4 separate regions of the Mus musculus genome follow, and all the other regions are linked to region 1. A link is a contact called in public promoter capture Hi-C data. All regions are on one chromosome and are shown on one strand. The core of a region is the stretch at or near the end of the contact, and the rest is flanking DNA. Distances in the headings are between cores, read along the strand shown.

The links. Promoter capture Hi-C pulls out the DNA fragments that hold promoters and counts their contacts.
Region 2: a promoter capture Hi-C map of pre-B cells shows a contact between it and region 1, with 3 times the contacts expected there. The contact joins the promoter of Nrarp here to the promoter of Brd3 in region 1.
Region 3: a promoter capture Hi-C map of pre-B cells shows a contact between it and region 1, with 4 times the contacts expected there. The contact joins the promoter of Tmem203 here to the promoter of Brd3 in region 1. A contact is called at or near these places in 1 of 39 promoter capture datasets (pre-B cells) and 1 of 9 other capture datasets (liver).
Region 4: a promoter capture Hi-C map of pre-B cells shows a contact between it and region 1, with 3 times the contacts expected there. The contact joins the promoter of Paxx here to the promoter of Brd3 in region 1.

Annotation. Positions count from the first base shown.
Region 1 is chr2:27,472,217-27,478,050 of GRCm38.p6, forward strand. It overlaps Brd3 (bromodomain containing 3), which reads right to left and starts at 3,457. Exons shown (of 12, transcript NM_001113573.1): 1 at 3,361-3,457.
Region 2 is chr2:25,178,621-25,184,454 of GRCm38.p6, forward strand. It overlaps Nrarp (Notch-regulated ankyrin repeat protein), which reads left to right and starts at 2,138. Exons shown (of 1, transcript NM_025980.2): 1 at 2,138-4,719. The coding sequence starts at 2,491. The coding sequence ends at 2,835. It overlaps Gm52547 (a long non-coding RNA gene), which reads right to left. Exons shown (of 2, transcript XR_003953999.1): 2 at 5,754-5,834.
Region 3 is chr2:25,252,230-25,258,063 of GRCm38.p6, forward strand. Tmem203 (transmembrane protein 203) reads left to right here and starts at 3,210. Exons shown (of 1, transcript NM_177344.3): 1 at 3,210-4,123. The coding sequence starts at 3,441. The coding sequence ends at 3,851. It overlaps Ndor1 (NADPH dependent diflavin oxidoreductase 1), which reads right to left and starts at 3,185. Exons shown (of 14, transcript NM_001082476.2): 1 at 2,988-3,185; 2 at 2,635-2,712. The coding sequence starts at 3,122.
Region 4 is chr2:25,457,471-25,463,304 of GRCm38.p6, forward strand. Paxx (non-homologous end joining factor) reads right to left here and starts at 3,624. Exons shown (of 7, transcript NM_153557.1): 1 at 3,317-3,624; 2 at 3,185-3,245; 3 at 2,975-3,024; 4 at 2,697-2,887; 5 at 2,539-2,604; 6 at 2,305-2,389; 7 at 2,018-2,231. The coding sequence starts at 3,441. The coding sequence ends at 2,192. Clic3 (chloride intracellular channel 3) reads left to right here. Exons shown (of 6, transcript NM_027085.3): 2 at 191-300; 3 at 379-504; 4 at 645-751; 5 at 834-1,009; 6 at 1,095-1,302. The coding sequence ends at 1,253.

The DNA.
Region 1 (5,834 bases), core at 2,207-4,706:
ACCCCTTTCATTAGACCACACGGGAAGGCAGGCTGAGAAATGTGGTGGTCTGGGAGACCATAAGGACAAGAAATACATGATCAGGTGGTCACAGGGCCAGGAGCCCAGGGGTACTATCCTGCCCTGTTCTCAGACCACTAAAGACAGGCTCCACGCGTTCCAAAACCAGACTGAGGCAGAGCTAAGAATGCTAAGCACCACAAGGGCACCTGCTTCCTGAGTCCTGTGGTCTGCACTGCCCTGGCTCCCGTAACCTGGGGCAGCTCTCCAGAGCTCTATTTAGTGGGTAGCCAGGGGCTGAGTGGTAACCCACCTTACCCTCAGTCTATGAGGCTGCACTATCCAGGGGAGGGCATTACCTGAAGAGCTCAGTCAACTTCTCTTCTCTCTGCCATAACCTACAGGGCAAGCACAGTAGAGACATAGTAAAGCCCAATGGCAGGAGTTGGGTGCCCAATGCAATGCAACCGCACCCAAGCAGATTATCACAGGTAGAACTATACAAGCAGAACTCACACAATGTACATAGGAAGCTGAGGCCAGCCCACACCTAAGACCTGCGGTTTAATGCCTGTGACCCAAATGTCCCTTCCACCTGACTACAGGTCCCACCAGAATCCTCCTCTATATGTCACACACAGTGTCTGGGTATGACTTCTGGAAATGCCCAGACATGGGTCAGGAAGCCCAACTTCCAATGACACTGGAGCTAGTAGCCCCTCCTTCTCCAGTCCTCATCTTGTTAGGATATGATAGCCTCTGTGGGGCTCTGGGCCTTATGGGGGCAAGGAGGCCCTTCCCCAAAATGTATCTCCAGGTCAAGGTCATCAGGCCATATGGAGACGCAGAGACCAGAGCCAACAGTACTGAACTGCCAGAACCAGAGCCTGAGCCACGTACACAGCATGGACCCAGATCTACTTCAACCCAGAGGCCTACAAAGAGACTACCAACTTGTGAGCACCCACAATGGGGCACTTTCCCCTGCAATAGAACCCACCAACACTAAGACAGCTGGGTGTCCCATAGCGCAGCAGTAACCACAAATAGACGAGAGGGTACCACATGTCAAAATGTACTGCAAACAGCAGCCCCCAGGTGCAGGGGATAGCTTTGTAAGGACGCCACAAGCTTCAAGGCTGTCCCCTGGGAAGGAGTACTGCTTTCTTAACTTCCTATTACCTTCTGAATTGTGGAGGTCTCCACTGGATCCTGTTTTCCCACTCATAGTTCCCCGCGGCTCTTCCTTCTAAGGTGAGATCTGGATAACCAGCACTTATCTGAACAGTGGGTAACACTTGTGACCTTGGGCCACCCTCCCCTGGGAAGGCTGTGACACAGTAAACCAGGAAGTGGACAAGGTAACCCTGAGAGCCCCTGGGGGCACAGCTCCAGGCTTACAGAAGCCGGAGTAGAGGCAAGCCAGGCAGGGCCTTTCCTTTCAGCACTCCCCCCCATTTTCACCATCTAAGGGAGGGAGGACACTTTTACAAGCTCCATCCCTCATTCAAAGCTCATTTCCAAAACAGGATACTGCACTGTGGAAAGAAAGCAGTTACTCTTTGTGAAAGTAAACCTGGCATCTCCTAAAAGTAAAATAAATAAAGTAAATAGATATATAGGTAGGGAAATGAACGAACTGGCACACCCCCTGGTCATCCACCCTACAAAAGCTTTTTAATGCCTTTCTCCTGAATTCCCCGGATGTGGGGCTAGGTCTGGATCGCCACAGATTCCTGGTGTCTTGCTAAAGCAGTGGACCCGGAGTTTATAAGCAAGGTCAGGAAGAAATTACCCCCACCTCCTGAACTGTCAAGCTTGTACCTCACCTCTCATGATCTACAGCCAACAGTGCACATCAAGGCCTCCAACAGAACAAACAGCAAACAGGCCTCTATTTGCGAATGAGAGGCCACACTCAGGGCCACTCAAAAAAGGTCACTGGGGCTTGGGGCTTGATCCTTGGAGTCCTTCCTTTCCTGGACCCTGGAAAGCCTGTGAGAAACTCACTTCAAGCAGCACAGCAGAGATCTCAGATCTCTTCAGGGGCACCCCCACCCCCAGTAATGCACACCACTAAGAAAGTGCAAAACAAAAGGGGGGGGGGATGGACGACACAACAACCAGCTTGTCCTCATGGGTTAAGGGGGACAGGACCTGAGCCCTTCAATTCCTTCACTCATTTCTCTTCCTGCACCCAGTCCCATGTTAGCCACTGAAGAACACAAGAATGACCTCAGAGACACAAACTTATACAGTTAAGAAGTTTAAGGTAGAGAAACAACAGCTGTGCACTTATTTCTGGCAGAAAGCTCTTAATCAAAATTGCAAAGGGCAGAGCCTTAAAATTGAGCCCTAAAGTATGAACTCACAAAAGGTATGCCCCGGCTCCCAGTGAGCCCCCTTCCCGCTCCTTACCGCCCCCCCCCCGCCGCCCCAGGGCAAGAAGACTGTTTATGGCTTCCTCGTTAGCCCTGCCCCCGTCGCAGCAACTGGTGGAGAGAACTTCCCCAAGCCGCCAGGATTTTTCACCGGGAATCCTCAAGAACCTTACATACGAGAGGCTTTGGGGTGCGCATTCCTCACCCAACTAGCTTGCGTGTTATACACGAAGTAAGAAAAAGACGTGCACCCCACCCCTTCCACCTCAATCCGAATCGACCTCGCCCGGATTAAGTACTCGTTTAGGCTGATTTCAAAACATGAACTGGGTTTCCTCCTGGCCTGGCTGCAATAATCCAGTAACTCGTAAGCGCGCAAAGTCGTCTCCCGGGCCATAACTCTGCAAATGCAGCCGCCGCCCCCCAAGCCACGCCGCGGCTGCCCCACTTGCAAGGCTCCAGCGGTGTCCAGGCCCAGCCTGGCCTGCCCTGCGACGATCCGCCCTAAGTGGCGCCGGAGCGACCCTGGGCACACCGCGCGCACCTTCCCGCGCCGCGCATCCTCCAGGCAGTCCCCTTCGGAAGATGGCGGGCAGAGGAAAAGGGGAAAGGAAAAAAAAATCCCTTCCGTGAGGGAGGGCTGGCGCAGAGAGCGCGGGCTGTGCCAAGTCCAGGCTGGGCGCTCCGACCAAGGCGACGCCTCCCAGTCCGGCCCGAGGCGACCGGCAAGCCGCGGGCGCACAGCGCAAGGCGGAGGGCAGCGGAGCCCGCGCAGTCGCTGCGACCCCGGGCAGGCGGCCGCCCCGCTTTGTTGCATCGCGGCCGCGCACAAAGGCGGCGGCCCCGGGCTCCGGGCTTCGAGACGCGCGGGAGGCCTGCACCATGCGTTCCGGGCCGTGTTCTCTCAGCCAAGTCCGCCGCCGCCACCGCCACCGCCGCCGCCGCCCAGAGTGTACAAGGAAACGAGAAAAAGGCGTACTTGGCCTAGGCGGCTCCAGCGCCGTCTGCTCCCGGCCCGCGCGGCCGGCTCCTCTTTGGCTCGCCGGCCCCGGCAGCATAATAGACGCGCCGGAGCTGTACAGGGCTCATGCGCTACGCCGCGGCGCCTGGCGGGAGTCGTAGTCCGCGCCCGGGCTCGCGCCAGGGCCGCCCAGGGGAGGCCGAGGCGCACGGACTACATGTCCCGGCCCCGCCGGCGCCACGCCGTGCCCCGCCCCGCGCGCCCCCGGCCGCCCGCCCGGCCGCCCTGGCCGCCAGCGGGCCCGGCCTAGGGGCGCGTGGGGGCGGGGCTGGGAGGTTGCCCGCCAGGACCCGAGGCGACGCTGGAACCTTGGCCCGCCCGCGCGCCTTCACTTTAGCGTTCTCAGCCACACGCAGGGAATAAGAACTGGTGGGCGGATTTCCAGAAGCCTAGGAAAACGTGGGAAAGGCGGGAACGCAGTTAGCACCCTGGGGTCACTACCCGGGTACCCCGAGGCCTCCCTCAAACCCCGAATGCTCACAAGCAGGGAGGCGCGCACCGGCCCCAGCCCATGTTTGTAAACAAACCGCGCGCCTAATTAGCCTGGCGAGGGCGCGCGCAGGGCGGTCCTTGCCAGGGAGGAGTCGCGATCAATCCCGCCCCAAAATCCTGGGGCGGGTTGAAGACCTGGGGACTCCGTAAGAGACCTGGCTGGTGGTGCCGGAAAAAGGCGGATTCTCCAAAGCTAGACACCAGTAAGGGATGCTTCAGGCTGTGCCAGCCAACTTTCCCTCTCTGGAGTCTCAGTGTGTCCCCATGTGCCTATGGAAAGACAGGAATGAGATTAAGTCCCGCCCTTTTTCTGCGTTTTGAAAGGGTTAGGACGGGGTCACACTTCAGATCTTGGTTTTGGTGAAAATTACAATGGTGCCTACGTTAGTCAGTTTTTATCCAGTTGTAATTTAAGGTGGGTGTGTGATAGACCCCAACAAAAACGTTACAAACAAAACAAGTTTTTCCATCAGTGCCCGCTGAACCTGCCTGCCAATGCAGGGTTCCAATTCTGCTGTGAGCTGGACCTATTCCAAGATCCTGGTGTCACTGAGTTTATTTCTGGCTGAGCGGGCACTTTGCTGCATGCAAGAAATGCACAGGTGGTTATGGTATTAAATACCAGACACACACACACACACACACACACACACACACGTACACACACACATACACACACATACACAACGAATATGTTCTGTACCTGAAAATGAAAAAGGCTCAAGAAGGCAAAGTGACATCCTTGGTCTCAGAGGTCCCAAGCTCCAAGCCCAGGGTCCTTGGAAGAGATTTGAGGACAAGCTGGAGCCTCTCCAGGCTCTTCTTGTCTCCTCTTTGGTCTACAGCATGGGTGCTTCTCACACCCTGGGGCGAGGTGGCCACTGCAAGGAAGCCCTGCTGTTTAGTCGCAGACTGAACACAGGGTAGGAGAGCAAGACCTGGGAGGCTCTAAGTTAGAGTCCTTAAACTCTTGAACCCAGGCTCCCCAGCAAAGCCATGACTGGGAGCTTGCAGAACTGCAGTCACCTTGCAGGTTCTATTATCATTCCTGCCATCTGGGTCTCACCTTTCTGGACACACTGAGCACTCTGGCTACTAGGACAAGGGACTTGCCAGTTAACTTTTTAAACAAAACCCAGAAAACTCTGTGTGTGTGTGTGAGTGTGTGTGTAACTATGTATGTGTGTGTGTAACTATGTACATGTGTGTAACTATGTGTTTGTAACAGTGTGTGTAACTGTGTGTGTGACTGTGCATGTGTGCGTAACTGTGTATGTGTGTAACTATGTGTGTGTAACTGTGTATGTGTATATAACTGTGTGTGTAACAGTGTATGTGTGTGTAACTGTAACTGTGTATAACTGTGTACATGTGCGTAACTATGTGTGTGTAACTGTGTGTAATTAGGTGTGTGTATAACTGTGTATGTGTATGTAACTGTGTGTGTAACTGTGTATTGTGTAACTGTGTGTGTAACAGTGTATGTGTGTGTAACTATGTATAACTATGTGTGTAACTGTGTATGTGTGTGTAACAGTGCATGTGTGTGTAACAGTGTATGTGTGTGTAACTATGTATAACTGTGTGTGTGTGTAACTGTGTATGTGTATGTAACTGTATGTGTACCTGTGTATGTAACTTTGTGTGTCTAACTGTATGTGTGTAACTGTATGTGTGTCTAACTATGTGTGTAACTGTATGTGTGTGTGTGTAACTGTGTATGTGTGTGTGTACATGTGGCACAGAGCACATGTGGAAATTAGAGGACAGTGTGAGAGCCAGCACTCCCCTTCTACCACATAAGACTCGAACTGGAATCACCAGGCTCAGACACAAGTTCCTCAACTGCCTGAGGCATCTCTCACAGGCTTAGTGACTCACCAGTTTAAAAGACCCCTTGGGGCTGAAGAGGTGGCAGTGTACTTAGGAGACCCTATTGC
Region 2 (5,834 bases), core at 888-3,387, 2.3 Mb before region 1:
CTGTCCTTTGAGCCTGACACAGGGCAAAATGTCCTCAGGATAAGCTTTTACCACGATAGGACTGCCACACCAGCCATGCTATTCTGCAAGAACTAGCTGAGCCTTCCAGCTCTCACAGCCCCTGTGGTGGGGGCCTGGCGTTCCCACACTGAGCTCACACAGGGCCCCTTTGTCTGCCGCCTGCTGCGGATGTCAACAGGACTTTTCTCCCAGGCTCTGTTCTGGGCAAGCATCTCAGATGCCCTTCCTCAGGCCAGGCTGGAGCCCACCTAGGTAGGGGCCTATCCGGGGACCCATTCACCTTCAAGGAACATCACTGGGCTTGATGAAAGTAAGGCTCTGCTCACCCCCAGGTGTGGTCTCTGATTCCTGCCTGTCTAAAGCTTCCAAGCCCTATGCAAACGCATGAAACCATGGGCCAGCCAGGAATCAGATCCTGTCCTCTTATGCTCCCAGAACTCCCGTTTCTCCCTGCCCACTTTGTTTTGGGTTAGTGTTCTGTGACACAGCCTGCATTGGGGCATCAGTCAGAACCCCCAACTGCACCTCAGTCTACCTGCACGGTGGAGAGAACCATAAGGGTTCCTCTCAAGATCTTGGAACAGTAGCCAAGCAGTGGTAGCGCACGCCTTTAATCCCAGCACTTGGGAGGCAGAGGCAGGCGGACTTCTGAGTTCGAGGCCAGCCTGGTCTACAGAGTGAGTTCCAGGAAAGCCAGGGCTATACAGAGCAACCCTGTCTCGAAAAAAAAAAAAAAAAAACTCTCTGAACAATGAGGTATAAGGTGTGGCTAGGGGACCAAATAGGCAGAACCCAATAGACCAAGGATCCCAAGAAGACTAGAGAGCTTTCCAAGCTGAATACACATGAGATTCAGGTTCTCAGGTTAGCAGAAAAGGAGTGTGACCCTTAAACAAGTTGGCCCGACGGGCGGACATCTGGTGGTCACAGTGGTGGTGGGGGGGGGGTTGCCTACTTTCTCCATTCAATTTAGCTATGGTCCCTCCCCGTGAACATAGTAAGGTTGGGGACATGCCCCGGTGAATATGATACAGTTCTGAGTCTGGGGCAGGAACATCCACCAAAGGAGCGTCCCCAGATGGAGCCTGGCTGGGTGGGCTGCCCAGCTGAGGCTTACAGTTGCCTGCTTGGAATTCCCAGTTAGCTTCAGAAGAAATCAAGCCCTGACGTGCCCTGCCTCCTGCTCTGCAAGTCTTAAGATCATTCCTCCTTAATTTCCAGCAACCACAGCGAAGCTATAAGCCGTAAAACATAATGAGGAAATGTGGAGCCTTGCCTTCCCAGCCAGCGCCAGCACCTCCTGCCTCACTCACGGTCAGTTGTTAAGGGTGGTCAATAAAACGTGGGGCTTATGGCTTGGAAATGAGTCATTTCAGAACTCCCTCAAAGGGCAGTGCTGTTGGTCTCACGAGCCAGCCCTGTGTCTTATATGCTGACACTAAGTAAAGGAAACACATAAGGAGGAGTAGTGACAGACTGGCCACCGAGAAAGAGAGAGAGACAGAGAGAGAGGCAGAGAGAGAGAGATAGACAGAGAGAGACAGAGACAGAGGGGGGAGCGAGCGAGCGAGCGAGCCTGTGCCAGCCTGCCAAAGGAACCCCTACCTACACTGTGGGTAGCTTAGGGGCATGGAGCTCCCTCCATCAGTATGGAGGAGCCAAATGCAATTGCTGCTCAAGCTTCCCCGTAAATTACACTTGAGTAGAAAGGACCAGAGTGATGGAGGACTATACAACCGAGCAGTTCGTGAAATTGCCACCTGTGAACGCCAGGTCCAGGCCTGGGAGTGGCTGCGCAAGGAACTCGCAACTCCCGACATCTATGAAGGAAGAAGAAAACTGCCGAAGGAGCTTATACACCGGAGCAACCAGACCCAGGATCCCGCAGTGGTGCTGGAAAACCCCCGAGGCCTTCTGACCACCCTGGCCAGACCAGACTAGTGCTGGTCAGACCAGCGCCCTCTATCCTGGAGGGAGCTGCAGCACGACCCCGCCTCCGCCCCGCCCCCACGTGGGCACCACCCAATCGAAAGAGCCCTGGTGTGCGCGTCAAGAGCGTCTATTGTTATGCAAATATAAGAACCGTAAAAGACGGCGAGAAGCGGCGGGCGAATTAGAACTATTTTGCAAAGGGACGCGGGTGGAGTTCAGCTGGAGCGAAGCCTAACCTCGAAGGGACCACGACTGCGAGTGTCGCGGCCTCCGGCTGCCCCAGGTTCTGCGAACCAGCACCCAGCCCTGTCGCCCGCCCGCTTGGGCGCGGCTGGATGCAGCAGGGGTCCCGCGCCAGCGGCCCTCGGCCCCGAACGCCCGGAGTGCGCAGGGGCGGCGTGCGGGGCCCGAGGGCGCAGCGCCCTCCATGCGCCGAGGCGTACCTCGAGACACGCCCCGAGACAGCCCGGGGCCCGCACTGCAGCCGCCGCCCGCGCTAAGCCGGGGCGCGGCTCGCAGCCCTAGCTCTGCGGCAACATGAGCCAAGCCGAGCTGTCCACCTGCTCGGCGCCACAGACGCAGCGCATCTTCCAGGAAGCGGTGCGCAAGGGCAACACGCAGGAGCTGCAGTCGCTGCTGCAGAACATGACTAACTGCGAATTCAACGTGAACTCGTTCGGGCCGGAGGGCCAGACAGCACTACACCAGTCAGTCATCGACGGCAACCTGGAGCTGGTGAAGCTGTTGGTCAAGTTCGGAGCCGACATCCGCCTAGCTAACCGCGACGGCTGGAGCGCGCTACACATCGCCGCTTTCGGGGGCCACCAGGACATCGTGCTCTATCTCATCACCAAGGCCAAGTACGCGGCCAGCGGCCGGTGATAGCCACCCGGACTCCGGCCCCTGGCCCCCACCCGCGTCGTCTCTGCTGTACCTTCCCGCCAACTACCTCGGTGTGCGCCAGGTTTGCTGGTCCGCGTGGAAATCGGGCTAAGTCTCTACGTCCGCGGCCACGACCAAAGTAGCGCATCCGTGGACCCCAGGGTTCGGCTCTCCGCAAAAGAGCGCCTCCCCTTGGCAGTCCTCTGAGCCCCGCGGGGCCCCAGAGCCTTCCCACGGCCCCGACCGCCTAGAGGGTGGGGGCGGGGCGCAGGCTCCAGTCCGTTTTGAAATTTGAGTCTCACACCGGGAGACTTCGGAATCCCGAGATACCGGATCCTCCGCTTGAAATGTTTTCTCCGGAAGGTGAAAGGCGCGGGCGGACTCGCGCTCCAGCCGCCGCTCGTGAGACCCGGCCGCTCACAGTGCGGCGCCCGCCGCTGGCAGCCGCCAAACAACCATTACCGGGCTCCACCATCTGCGCGCCCTCGCACTTAGGAAGGGAAGGGGACGCTCCGGGTTCCTGATGTCCTCAACTATTTATCACGTGTGTGTATATTTGTGGGTGAAGTTTGTGCGCCTGAGTTTTTTGTTTGGAAATATTGTGCGTGGTTATGGGAGAAAGATGCATTTTTTTTCCTTTAAAACTAAAAACTTGAGTCTACCATTTTTTGGTTGCACTGAAAATACCGCCTAGCCCTATGGTTTTCCCATTGCTAGCCCCTCCCCCACCGAGTCCCTAATCTTCCACACCTCATTCCTCTTTTCCTCTCCCTGGATTCTGAGTTTAGAGAGCCTAGGATCTGTCTCCCTTTCCCCTCCCGTGAGAGGCCACCATTCCCCACACAGGCTGGTTTAGCAAAGTTCCAAAGGGCTCTTGAAGCCCGCGTGGCTGGGACGTGGGGATTCTGAGAGCATGGTACCCTTCCTAGTGACTTCTATTATAGTTAATAGTCGGTTGCACACTTTTTTAAAAAAGTAAATGAATTTGCCACGATTAAATGTCATAACATTTATGACAGAATATAAAATATTAACATATTTTAAGCCAAGTTTTAGGTGTATTTTTTTGAATCTTGGTTATGAACCCAATTTTAAAGGGCGTTGTATCCAGCGTTGTGAAGGCTGTTGTGTACCCATATTTATATTTTTATAAAATTCCTATAAAGACTGTGAATCTCTCATACTATTGCTGAATGAGTGGAAGGGCTGCTGTGCTCTTTCTGCCTTCCCCAATCCCCATCCCCACCCTCAAACCCTGCTCCAAGGCCCTATTATGATCTGAGGATCCAGCCATGAGGGAGGGGCTGTGCCAAGGACCAGGGCTGGAGGAGGTGCTGGAGCGTCACTGGCTGTCCCAGAAAGGAGACTTCCTGGTTTCTGTGGTTCCAATTTTCTATGCATCTCCATTCCCCTTCTTGTTTTGATCCTGGGAAATAAAAGGGAGGCTGAATTATTCAAATTTAAATGAGGTTTCCCCTTCGTAGAAGTGCTGCTGACCCTGCGTGCAAAAATGGGGAGCACTTGAGGACACAGGTGGGTGGAGCCCTTTGTGCCGCCTGGCCATATTCTTCGGTCTTCTGCGCTTTTATGAACCAGTGTGGGAGGAATAGTGATAATGTCATGAGAATGGCAGACACTGAGACAAGCACAGATTACTTCAAAAGGAGTTCTGTATGGTTTTTCTACACGCAAATGCCTTTTTAATTATGTTAATTAATGTTAAAACGTACTGGGCCTATGTTGAAGCTTCAGATGGGTCCTGGTTGGTCTCTTCTATCTGTATGAAGTCTGTGGCACACTCCTAAGCGTACGATATAGACTTGTAGCCCATCGTGAAAAATTTATAAATAAATTTTTCATTGGTCTTTTTATATTAAAAAAAAATACTGGTTTTAATTTTGGCACAAGTCCTGGGTCCCCCTCTAAGGGCCATGGCGTCCTACCTTCAGCTAATGAATGATGGCTGCTTGGGTTGTGAATCTATTGACAAGACCAAGCTGGGTAAAATGTGAACTCAGTCTAGCTCAGCTGTCAAGTCCAAGTCAACCACAGGAACCCAGATGCCACCTTAGTAGTTCGTGTCTCAGCTACTTCCTGGCAGAGTGGCTGAGACCTCCCCAGAGAGATCTGCTTATAGCTCATCATGCTTCCTACCCAGCCTGAAAGTTGAAACCCTGGAGGAACTTCTGCACAGATGAGGGTCTCTTTAGATTTGGGGGAACATTCCTGTTGCTCCTGGACAAGCAAAACACCTCTAGAGATTTGGGCTTCTAGGGCCAAATTCACCAAAAAGCAGATCTGAATTAGATCCAGGGTTCTCATGCCTGTGATTTGAGAAAATGCACTGGAGGACCATCGACAGCCCATTCCTGGGTCCTGCATGGGATTCAGGGGAGGAGGTGCCTGATGGGACCAGAATAGCAGCAACCAGCAGAGGAGATCCAATGGAGCCATGGTATAAGTGGCTGTTCTCCTGATACAAACTCCAAGCAGCCATCAGTCCCACACACACACACCCTTCGGGCTCCTACTTTAACATTTTCTCCTCAGCAACAGTAAGGTTATTAAACTTCTGAGCAGACTATGATGTGATACTCTGCAGAGAGATGGGACCTTCCTCAGGAAGTCGCACCCCAGGAATTGTGTCTACCAGGAATTGTAGCCCACAGCTAGAAGGATGTGGCCAGTTGAGTGTTTTTAGTCCCCACCCTCTCCCTAGACTGTCCAGTACTAACCTGGAGTGTGAGGAGGGGAACGCTCATCAAGCCTTTACAGCACCTTTAAAATTCCCCCACCTAAGAGAGGCTCGAGGGCTTCCAGGTATACATTTGCTAACTACAATCCTGCAACTCCCCAAAGTTCTCTTTGGAGGGAGCCAACAGACACACAGTGCCATGAATGAAATGAAGCTAAGAAGAGATGGCAAACCTGTGTGGTGGCATAGACCTTTAATCCAAGCACTGAGGAAGCAGAGGCAGGCAGATCTCTGAGTTCGAGGC
Region 3 (5,834 bases), core at 1,960-4,459, 2.2 Mb before region 1:
CAAGTTTTCTGGGTAAAAAAGGGCGATGGGCTGTGCTATGATTCTCTGAAGGTGTTGAGTCACTGACTCATGCCCTCGAACTCTGGGTTCATAATGACCTTTCCAGTTTGTTGCCCTCTGGCCTGTCAGCCATTAGGCCATGTTGTCTATTATCCCCAATAGTTAAACCCATCCTCTCTGGGTGCCCCTTTGCAAGCATGTAGTCACTGTCTCAGGCAGCAGTTCTGTCCTTCCATTATGTGACATTGTTTATTTCCTTGTAGACAAGGTCTCTCTGTGTAGCCCTGGCTGTCCTGGAACTCTCTGTAGACTAGGCTGGCCTTGAACTCAAGAGCTCCACCTGCCTGTGGCATGTTGAGATTAAAGGCTGTGCCAGTGCCACCCAGCTGTGTGACACCTTTACTGTCCTTACTGACTGCCTTCCTACCCATACCTTACTCTGTCACTCCTCACATGATCTTTAGGTTCTGTTGACTGTTTTCCTCCACCGTCCAATTTCTGTGTTACACTTGGGAGAACTGCTCAGCTTTATCTTCCAATATTTTGCAATTTTTTTCCTGCTTCCCTACTTCTGTCTGTCCTCCTTTGATGGTGGTCTTAGCCCAGTAATAGCTGCATCCATATTGAATTCTAGGTTCTGTTTGTCTTTGCCTTTCACTAGAGTCTTCACTCCAGCAAACATATTCATTCATCCATTCTGTCTCTCTGTCTCCCCCCTTGTCTCTGTCTCTGTCTCTCTCTCTCTCTGTGACCTATCTGTATTTAAGAAGCTCCTGGAAAAGCTGATGGAAAAGCTTTGGGAAATGCCTATCACAGTAGATTTCACCAGAAAGAGATAAGCAAAGACCCAGTTACTGGATTTTTTTTCCCCTATAACTCCAATGTGTTTTTAAAGAGGATTAGGGCAAAGAGGCCAAGGCCAAGGCTTTCCTGCCCTGCAGACCTGAGGGACCACACTCCTGGATGTGTTTTGCGATGCTGGGTCTGTAGCCTCTTCAAGGGACTTCTGTTCCGGTTGTGACTGAGACAGTAACTACTGACTCCTGCTCCTACGTGGGGTATCCACAGACCAGCATACCTCAAACCTGAGGGAGATCACTATTCCCTCACCTTCTTGTCCTTTTCCTATTTTTAATTTTGAGACAGGATTTCACTCTGTAGCCCTGGCTGTCCTAGAACTCCCTCTGTAATCCAGGCTGGCCTCAAATTCAGAGAAATCCACTTGCCTCAGACTCCAAATGTGCCACCACTGCCTCACGAGTTGTTTATTTTGATTCATGATTTTGGTTGACACCAAAAATCTTGGTCCTTCAGGTTTAGCCTCTGGAGGGCTGAGATTACAGGTGCATATCACCATACCTTGCTGATATAGTTTCTTAACATGTAGGTGAGGGCAGCCTTGAACTCCTGATCCTACTTCATCTTCTCTAGTGCTGGAGATCACAGTGTCTGCCCCACATAGACTGCTCTCCTTAGCAGTCACTACTGAGCCTCCCACCCTATCACTGACCTTGGGAAGGGGAACTCCTCCTTTCTGACTCTGCCCATGCTAGATGGCAGGCCTGAGGGATAGGGGACTCTGTTTTTTCAGTTTTATTTTGGGTGCTTCAACAATGATGCTTGTGCCAGGACCTTCCCAGTCCTGCACAGCTAACTGCAGCTCCTCTAGGTACCTCCTGGCATCTGCCATAACTGGTCCTCTCAATCCACAGGTGGAATTACTTTGAATTGTTTGTTTGTTTTGTTTTGTTTTTTGAGACAGGGTTTCTCTGTATAGCCCTGGCTGTCCTGGAACTCACTTTGTAGAACAGGCTGGCCTCGAACTCAGAAATCCGCCTGCCTCTGCCTCCCGAGTGCTGGGATTAAAGGCGTGCACAACCTCCCCCGGCTTTACTTTGGGTTCTTGTGCTGTGATTCTGCCCTCATCTTTTATATCCCTCTGATTACACACCCTGCTGAGTCTACCTTTTGGGCTCTCTGGAATATGCCTGATTTATTCAGCCTTGGGCCACCACCCAGCTCAAGGCACGTGTGCACCTCCTGCTTACGGGGATATATTTATTGCCTAGCATTATTCTTGCCATGTTCAGATAGGTGGTGGTCTTGCTACACTGACAGCATCACTGTGTCAATTCCATAGTCCCTATAGCTTTCATCTTAATAGGACATTTCACTGTAGCTATCCAGGATTTTTGAATGAACCTTTCTTCCTACCCCTTTTCTGTCAGCACAGTTCATGGCTGGGGAATCCTCAACTTTCTGCCCTTTACACAGGTTGCTTCTCACCACCATCTGCCCCTCCTTTTATTAATTTATTTTAGAGACAGGTTCTATGTAGCCCTGGCCAGCTCCATCTGCTCCTGCCTCCCAAGAGCTAGAATTAAAGGTGTGCTCCTTCCTTCCCAAGAGTTGTGTACGATTTCAGGACCCCCTTTACTCTCTGAACATCTGGCACTTTCCCTAGCACCAGGTGTGGTTTTAAGAGCTATTTCTCTCCTCGGATCTACAAAAAGAATCTCTCTCAAAGGCACCTCTCATACTCAACACGCGTTGAAGGGAAGCTATTTCTGTGCACGCTGGGACTCTTATACAGCAATGAAAACAGGATGAGGGTACACATTAGGCCAACCTTACCTTCATGTTGTCAGGAGGGTCTCCTTGGCCTGTGGTCGCACAAACAAATATCACCAGGGGCTCCCTAATGAGATTCGCCTCGAGGACAAGACACAAGTAGATGTAAGGTCTCTGGCAGCCTTGATCAGTGCCCTCCCTGCACCGCATCCCACCACCACCTTCACCTAGGGGAACAGAGTAAAAGTGTTTGGACACTTATTCCCACTGGCTACCAGGCTTTACTTTCTCAGGCCTCAACCTAGTGCCTCCCTTTCCCCTGAATCCGCTTGGGCCCAAAGGGCCTCACTCAAACGTCCTCCATCCGAGGGCGCGAAGTCCGGTGGAGGGTCTCCGCCGTAGCGCCCGAGCCTCACCACGGAGTAAGAGTCCAAAGCCTGCACGCGGCAACCTAGCCGCCGGCGCCGGGCCTCACGGCCCAGCCTCTCCGCCTCGTCCTGGGCTGTACCAGTCTGGCTGCCGAAAAGCACCAGGAGCTGTGGAACCTGCATTACTGCACACGCCGGCCAGAACCGCACACCTCACCAACTTCCCCCTTCCGCTGTCAACAGGAAATGACGCGTTTCAACTGCGCCAGCGGGGGGAGGGGCGGGGATAGCATCTGGACACCACGGGCTTCTGCTAGCCTCCGGTTCCGGGTCCGGGGTTGGGGTCCTCAGGGTCGCAGAGCCCCAGGGCCGGCGTCCAGGCCAGGTTGGGCTGCTTGCTGCCTCCCGTGTGCAGCGGCGGCAGCAGGCGGTCGCCAGGTCTGCGGTCGGAGACGTCACAGCCCGGTGCGGGGCACCGGTGGCCGGTGTTAAGCAGGCGCGATGTTATTCTCGCTGCGGGAGCTGGTGCAGTGGCTGGGCTTCGCCACCTTTGAGATATTCGTGCACCTGCTGGCCCTGTTGGTGTTCTCCGTACTGTTGGCACTGCGAGTGGATGGCTTGACTCCGGGCCTCTCCTGGTGGAACGTCTTTGTGCCCTTTTTCGCCGCCGACGGGCTCAGTACCTACTTCACCACCATCGTTTCCGTTCGACTCTTCCAAGATGGGGAGAAGCGACTGGCTGTGCTGCGCCTCTTCTGGGTTCTCACCGTCCTTAGCCTCAAGTTTGTCTTTGAGATGTTGCTGTGCCAGAAGCTAGTGGAGCAGACTCGAGAGCTCTGGTTCGGCCTGATCACGTCTCCGGTCTTCATTCTCCTGCAGCTGCTCATGATCCGGGCTTGTCGCGTCAACTAGCCTCTTGCAGTGGCTGGAAATGGAGCACTGCGCAGCTGGAGTTCTGGACCTCCCGGTCCTGACCCAACTTGGTGCCACACTGGTGGAGCTTTGGTCAGAAATCAGTGTTTGCTTGTGCCCAGTTTACTGTCCAGTTTTCTTTATATATAAGATCGTTTCCTCGAGCAAAGCTTAAAAGTGAAGTCTTGTTTATTAAAACTTATTTCCAGTTATTCATGCTCTGAATTGCCAGTCAATACTGAACTTTTCCAGCATTTGGAGACTGCATATAAGTAAAATATCCTGCTGGGCTCTGAGTATTTCCCATGGTGATGTGCCCCCTTTATAAATCAGCTTGTTCACTCAGCAGCACTGACCTCAGAGCATGTCCCTTCATCTGTCCAGGGCAGACTTATACGATTGATAAAGAGGGCTGGCATCCCTTTTCCTCTTTTCTGCCAAAGACTAGCCTTTTGTTCATTCCACCTCACAAAGACAAAGAGAAAGCAGACTGTTGAGAAAGGGCATGAATAGGGCCCTGTGTGGGTATCTGCCATCTGAGAAAAAATTCTGGTCTCAAGGCATTGCTTGATTTCCTGGCTCAACCGATTGCAGTTTTTTTTTTTTTTTTTTTTTTTTTTTTTTTTTTTTTTTTTTTTTTTTTTTAAAGATTTATTTATTTATTATATGTAAGTACACTGTAGCTGTCTTCAGACACTCCAGAAGAGGGCATCAGATTTTGTTACGGATGGATGTGAGCCACCATGCGGTTGCTGGGATTTGAACTCAGGACCTTCAGAAGAGCAGTCGGTGCTCTTAACCACTGAGCCATCACACCAGCCCCCGATTGCAGTTTCACGGACTTTCCCACCACCTTGTGGCAGGCGTCATTAATACACTTGAGACAGACAGACCTAGAAAAGGAAGCATAGACATTAGGAACGGGTGCTCACATGCTCATGGCGGTGGATACATTTACAGCTGAAATTTATTAGCTTACGGTCGGTCTTTGAGTTTATGTCAGTTGTGTGCCAAATGAGACCATTTGCTGATGGAAAAAAATGTTTCCTGAAATTAACAATATATATTTAAGCATCCCAATGTTTGCATCAGGTGAATGCTAAGACGCCCTTTGCCATGTGGTCATTAGTGCACCATGGCTAGAACACTTTGGGTGTTAGACTGTTTTCGGCAAATCCCTGTTTCTTGTTGTAGGAGATGAGTAACTTGCACTACTACCCACCCCAGCTAAAGACAATGGGCTGTATTTTGTAGAGCATGTGACACCAGAGCCCTGACTTCTTAGTGTGTAGCCATCGGTGAGCCCTGATGACAGTGCCGAAGAATTGAGATGAAAAATGGTCGTTTAAGGACAGATTTCCCGTTTTTAAAAATTAGGGTGTTGGGGGCTGGTGAGATGGCTCAGTGGGTAAGAGCACCTGACTGCTCTTCCAAAGGTCCCGAGTTCAAATCCCAGCAACCACATGGTGGCTCACAACCATCCATAACAAGATCTGACTCCCTCTTCTGGAGTGTCTGAAGACAGCTACAGTGTACTTACATATAATAAATAAATTTTTAAAAATTAGGGTGTTATGCAGCAAAGACTTGCCTCAAACTCACTCTGTAATCAGTGATGACCTTTTTACTTCCTGTTTTATATGATTTTGGAAATCAAATCCAGGGCAACATACATATTAGACAACAATTACTATTGCTGCTGCTGAAACAGGAACTCACTGTAACCTTGACCGGACTAGAAACTCACTCTGTAGAACAGGCCTCTAATTCATAGAGGCTGGCCTTTGCCTCCCAAGAGTTAGGATTAAAGGCATACACCACCACATCTGGCTTAGGCAAGTGTCCTACTAACTGAACTACATTATTATAGTTTTTACATTTAAAAATTATTTGTGTGTATGTATGTGTGAATGCAGGTGTATGTGTACCATACCACTTATGCAAATTATTTGTCAGCCTTGTGATATCAGAGAGCAAACTCAG
Region 4 (5,834 bases), core at 2,374-4,873, 2.0 Mb before region 1:
CTTTTGTCCTCCCCATTCCAGCGATCAGTTCAAGGGCCCTCACTAGACACTTGTAGATGCCATGCTCAACCAGGCCAGAGCCCTAGCCTGCCTCCAGAGCCAATGGCAGTGGGAGGCAGAGCTCCACCCAGCCAGGTGTCAGGATTCCTGGGTCTGCTCAGAGCCTGACACCTCTGTTCCACCCACCCAGGCCAGTGAGGATGGCGAGAGCGTAGGACACTGCCCTTCCTGTCAGCGGCTCTTCATGGTCCTACTCCTCAAGGGTGTGCCCTTCACACTCACCACAGTGGACACTCGAAGGTGAGACACCACCCTGGACCCTTCCCTGGCCTCTGCCCACCTCGGGCCAGCCACCTCCCTTCTGCCTGGTGTTCACAGGGCATTGGATGTGCTGAAGGACTTCGCACCAGGCTCACAGCTGCCCATCCTGCTGTACGATGGGGATGTCAAGACAGACACACTGCAGATCGAGGAGTTTCTGGAGGAGACGTTGGGGCCACCTGAGTGAGCATCTGATGGGGTGGGCAGGAGGGCAAAGATGGGACCTCCTTGGGGGACACCTGGGAGAGTGCCTAGGAAGGGTGCTTTGAGGCACAGTGTACTTGAGGGTCTGACTGGAATTCTCAAACTATTCACACCTATAGCTTCCCTAGCCTGGCACCCAGGTACAGGGAGTCCAACACAGCGGGCAATGACATCTTCCACAAGTTCTCTGCCTTCATCAAGAACCCAGTGCCTACACAGGACAATGGTGAGACACAGGCCAGCAGGTCCAGGCAGGAGGGCTAACCCAAGGTCAAGACAGAGTCCTCATGGTTATCATTGCCCCCAAGCCCTGTATCAGCAGCTGCTCCGGGCCCTGACCAGGCTGGACAGCTACCTGCGTGCACCACTGGACCACGAACTGGCACAGGAGCCACATCTTCGTGAGTCCCACCGCCGCTTTCTCGATGGTGACCAGTTCACGTTGGCTGACTGCAGTCTACTACCCAAGCTGCACATTGTGGATGTGAGTGAGGGACCAGCGGGTAGGGTGTGGGTGTGGGTGTGGGGCCATCGAGTGAGACCCTCACCACGCTCTGCTGCACCCACAGACCGTGTGTGCACACTTCCGCCAGCTGCCCATCCCCGCGGAACTGTCCTGCGTTCGTCGCTACTTGGACAGTGCGTTGCAGAAGAAGGAGTTCAAGTATACGTGTCCACACAGCGCAGAGATCCTGGCTGCCTACCAGCCTGCTGTGCACCCCCGTTAGCCCCACTACTTCCATACACTCATCTGCAGCCCCATAAAGCATCTCTGCCCCAAGTAATTGTGTCCTGAACGTCCAAATGGCCAGAGACCCACAACTACACCACCTCAACCCTATGGTGAGAAACATAGTTAAAGGTGGTGTCCCCAAATGCTGAAGACAAGAGAGTCCACTGGACAAAGCACAATTCACCCTCCTCCATGGTGTGGAACAAAGGCCTGGGGCCCTTTACAGCTGCCCCAGCACGGAGGCATCAGGGATCTAGGGGATTGGATTAGTCTCCCAAACCAGTCAGGCCAGAGCTGGGCGGGGTGCCCTGGATGGCCAAGGAGGGTGGGGAGCCCCATGAAGCTCAGCCTCTGGGATCCTGGCCAAGTGGGTGGGGGCAGGCCTCCATTCCTCAGTCCAGCCACAGACTGTGGGCCAACCATATCTCCTATAAGGGGCTTCTACTGTCTAATGCCCTCTGGTGGCCTCCAAGACAACGCCTCTGTGCTACCTGGGTGGGGCTTGCAAGTGTGGGACATCTAAGCCTTAGAGAGTTCTGGCTCTACCAGACCAGGACGCTCTCAGCTTCTGTGCTGGCCACGCAGAATCAACACAGTAGGTCTGAGAAAGCTCTGCTGCCTGCCTTAAGACCTAGGCGGGAGAGCCTCCTGGATGCCGAGAGCCTGATGCATCTGTTTGCCTCCCAGGGCTCCACAGTACACCAGAGGGGTCTTCTCGTGCCCCCTCCCCAAGGCCAATCTTCACAACTCAAGTCTGGCCTAGCATCTCTCCCCGAGGGAGCAGTTTATTTGACGGAGAAGGGATGAGAGGCACCTTTGCCCAACAGCAGGACCACAGGGGAAGTGAAGCAAGGGGTGTCTCTGATTAGGGGGTCCTAGATCTCCCCTTTCCTTGCAGGCAGGCTCCTGGCCAAGTAACAGGCTTTGCTGTCCTCAGGTCTCATCAAAGTCTACACCAGCAGCTGGTTTCTTACTAGAAGACAAGAGTATGTAAATACATAGAAGAAAAGGAAGGGACCAGGGCAGGGGAGACAGGTGGCAAGTACCTTTTGAAGCCAGGGTTAATGAGAGACTCCCCTGGACACCGTCTCCTGACCCCAGGCCCAGAGCTGCCTCTCTGGTGATCAAGTTCTGCCAGAAAATAGGATCAGGGAAATCTTGAACTCCAAAGAACCCTGGCCAGAACTCTGTCCACATGGAAAGATTCTCCCATGAGACATCTGGAGAGGCAGTTCCAGAGAAAGAGCAGCCCCAGCCCACATGCCAGGCCCACCCCTTACCTGGTAAGAACTGAGTGCCTGCTGGCTGGGTGTTCTTCTTGGGGCTAGTGATGGTCTCTTCTGCAGCTAAGAGAGAGTCGTGGCATCTCACTCAATGCCAGGAGGGTCTGCAAAAGCATGCCCCTGAGGGAAGGTACAGGTGCCCACACATACAGTACCTGCCAGCCGCCTCTCTAGGTTGCATACATGCTCTGCCAGGCTGAGAGTCAAAGCCTGCAGCCTGGGGGCTGCCTCCGGGCTGGGCACCTTGGAGAGGTCAAAGGCCAGGGCAGGGGTATCCCCTGAAAGGGTTATCAATGCTCTGTCTTCTTGCAGGCTTACAGTTACTGCCTGCTGTTGGCAGGCTGCCCTAAGGAGGGAGATGTGTGTTATGGCCAGGATGTGTTAGCACTACCCCAAGCTTCTCATTCACATGGCCTCCCTAACTGGAACTCACCTGAACCGGGAATGGATATCTTCAGCCCCACTTAGGCCAAATCGGGCTTTCTGCTGGGAACAAGGAATTGTCACTAACCCCGCCCAGGACCCTGGACCCACTGGACATTCCAAACTGCCCTACCCTGGAAATGCTATTAGAACCACTGCCACGGGGAGGGGGAGGGTGGCAAGCTACCAGCTGTCTCCTATCCCCAGCACTGTTACTCACGAGCCTCGCCAGGCTGTCAGGCGAGAAGCAGGTGCTCCAGAGCTCGGCGGCGTCCGTCACACTGGGTGGGAGGGGCTGTCAGGCACCGTGCCCGCTATGCTCCCGCACCCCACATCCCTAGACTCCACTCACTAGAGGTTGAAGTCGTCGCGGTCCCCGTCTCCACCACTATCCCGCTCGCAGTAGCACACCAGGCGGGGGGAGCCCGAACCCGGCGGCAGAATACAAAGCGGCAGCGACAACAACGGAGGAGCCATGACAGCAGGGCGGTCTCGCCGCAGGAGCCAAGTTAGATGTGGGCTGAGGGCGCCTGCGCAGAAGTACAAACTCGGTGACTCACAATCTAAGGTGTTCGCTCGGCGGCGGAACTTCTGGTTTCTGGAGGGACGGAAGGACGAGGCGATGGGCGGTACTCAAGGTTGACATTGTTTCCGGGTACCAGGCATTAAGTAAGAGGCTGACTAAAGGGCGGGGTTTAGCACGTGGGGCGGGGCGGGAAGCACTCGGAGGGCGGGGCTTAGCGCATTAGCTACTCAGTGCTATTCTGGGCTCTGTTCTTTGGCCCTTGCATCCAAACAGAGATCTACTATGGTCTCACTCCTTGTGCTCTTCCGCTTTTCTGGGTCCTTCTTAGCAACATATCTGCCGCTCTTCAATGCCGGTCTTCTTTCCTATCTATCCCCCAAGGGCTTGTACTGCAGGGCCTCCAAACTGTTGGTCACTTGTCCCTTCCTGTCACTTTAGATATAAACACATCTCTTTCTAAAGCTGAGTTGTAACAAACCAAAATACAAGAGTAAGTACAGTACATGTGGAAACGTTTGGAGATGCAGTTTTCTCCCGGGCAATACCCTCCCATTGTCTGAGTCACCACCCTCTGTGTGATACCTGTCAGCCCTGAGGACACCTTCACCAACAGGAGGTCTCTGGAACCTGAGATCTAATGGGAGAGATGACTAGTCCGACAGGACAGCACTCACACTGCAGCAAATGCTCATGAGAATCCACACAGGGCCTGCATAGTAGGGGCTGATGCCACCTGCAGAGAATGGAGCCCAGCAAAGGGTGTGCTCAGGAGGAGGCCTGATGGGAACAGAAGTCTTCCCAAGGCTGTGGAAGAGGGCTAGCATGAACCTATGAGAACCATGGTGAGAGTGGTTAGTAACTTGGTGAACTGTGCTAACATTTGAAAAGTGCCATCAGCCAAACATACTCAATTCCCACTTTCCTCTAGTTTTGCTCAACCCTGCTGAGGCTCCGGACTAGAGCCTTTGCGTGCATGGGTTTTTGCCTGTCTCCAGCCGGGTGTACTTACCTGTAGTTCTTTTGAAAGTGTCCTCTTGAGGATCCATGTAGAACATTTCACCTCTGCTCAAGTCTCCATCCCTCTCTCCCATGTCTTACTTTCCCTGCTTTTCACTGTGTACCGTACATCCTGGTTTTAGGAGTTTCTGGCTCAGCCTTGATGTCTGCCTGCATCTCCACCATTGTCTGACCCCCTCCTAGAAGCTGCATCTAAGGTCTTGCTTCTATTCTAGCCACTGGAATATGGCAGAAATGATGTCTGTCATTTCTCCCATCCCTACTGCATTGCTCACCACAGCACAAGGCAACCCAGGAAAACCTTTGATATTAAAGTATGGAGGCCTGCCTGTGCCAGAGCCAGAGCCAGAGCCAGAGCCAGAGCCAGAGCCAGAGCCAGAGCCAGAGCCAGAGCCAGAGCCAGAGCCAGAGTCAGAGCCAGAGCCCCAGAGCCAGAGCCAGAGGCAGAGGCAGAGCCAGAGGCAGAGCCAGAGGCAGAGCCAGAGCCAGAGCCAGAGCCAGAGCCAGAGCCAGAGCCAGAGCCAGGAAGCAGAGTCCTGTCCAGGCCTCAGGTCTGGGAGATGGTGAACGGCATCCTCTTCCACTCGAGGGGCCTGTCCCAGACCTTAAGGACCTGGAGATATCGCTGCTTCTTGTTCTAGGCTGCTAAAGTCTGCAAGGATTTGTTTCTCAGCCTCCCATGGAGCTGCTGGTTTTGTTTGTTTGCTTTGTTTTGTTTGTTTTACCAATTTGAGTGAAAAACTTTAAACCGACTACAAAGCAGAAATAACAGCATAATGAGCCCCAGATGGACGAATTATCAACATTTTGACAAATTTACAATCAATATTTTTATTAAATTCTATTTTATTTTATTAATTTTTGCATAATATTCACATTACAGGTGTCACTGAACTATACCCTCAAACATTTCGGGACAATTTTGTCTCTTCAAACATTGGTACTTCAGGGCGTGGTGGAACACACTTGTAAATCCAGATGGAAAGGCTGAAGCCCAAGGATCCCAGGTACCTGCTCAGCAGGAGTACACAACAGGGTCCTAGCACACACACAAAAGCCAAACAAGTTATACTGTGTCCAGTATAAACACAGAAATAATACACTTACCTTCCTGTGTGTGTGTTCTACATATTCACATGTACACACATATGTGCAAGTAGAGACCAGAGCCAATGTGAGCACCTCCCTCAGTTTATTATTATTATTATTATTATTATTATTATTAAGCATTTCTATTCATTTTATTGTGAGTGGGTGTATGTGTGTCATGGTACAGAGGTCAGAAGTCAAAGGGCAGTTAGTTTTCTTCTTCCATCCTTAGGTCCCA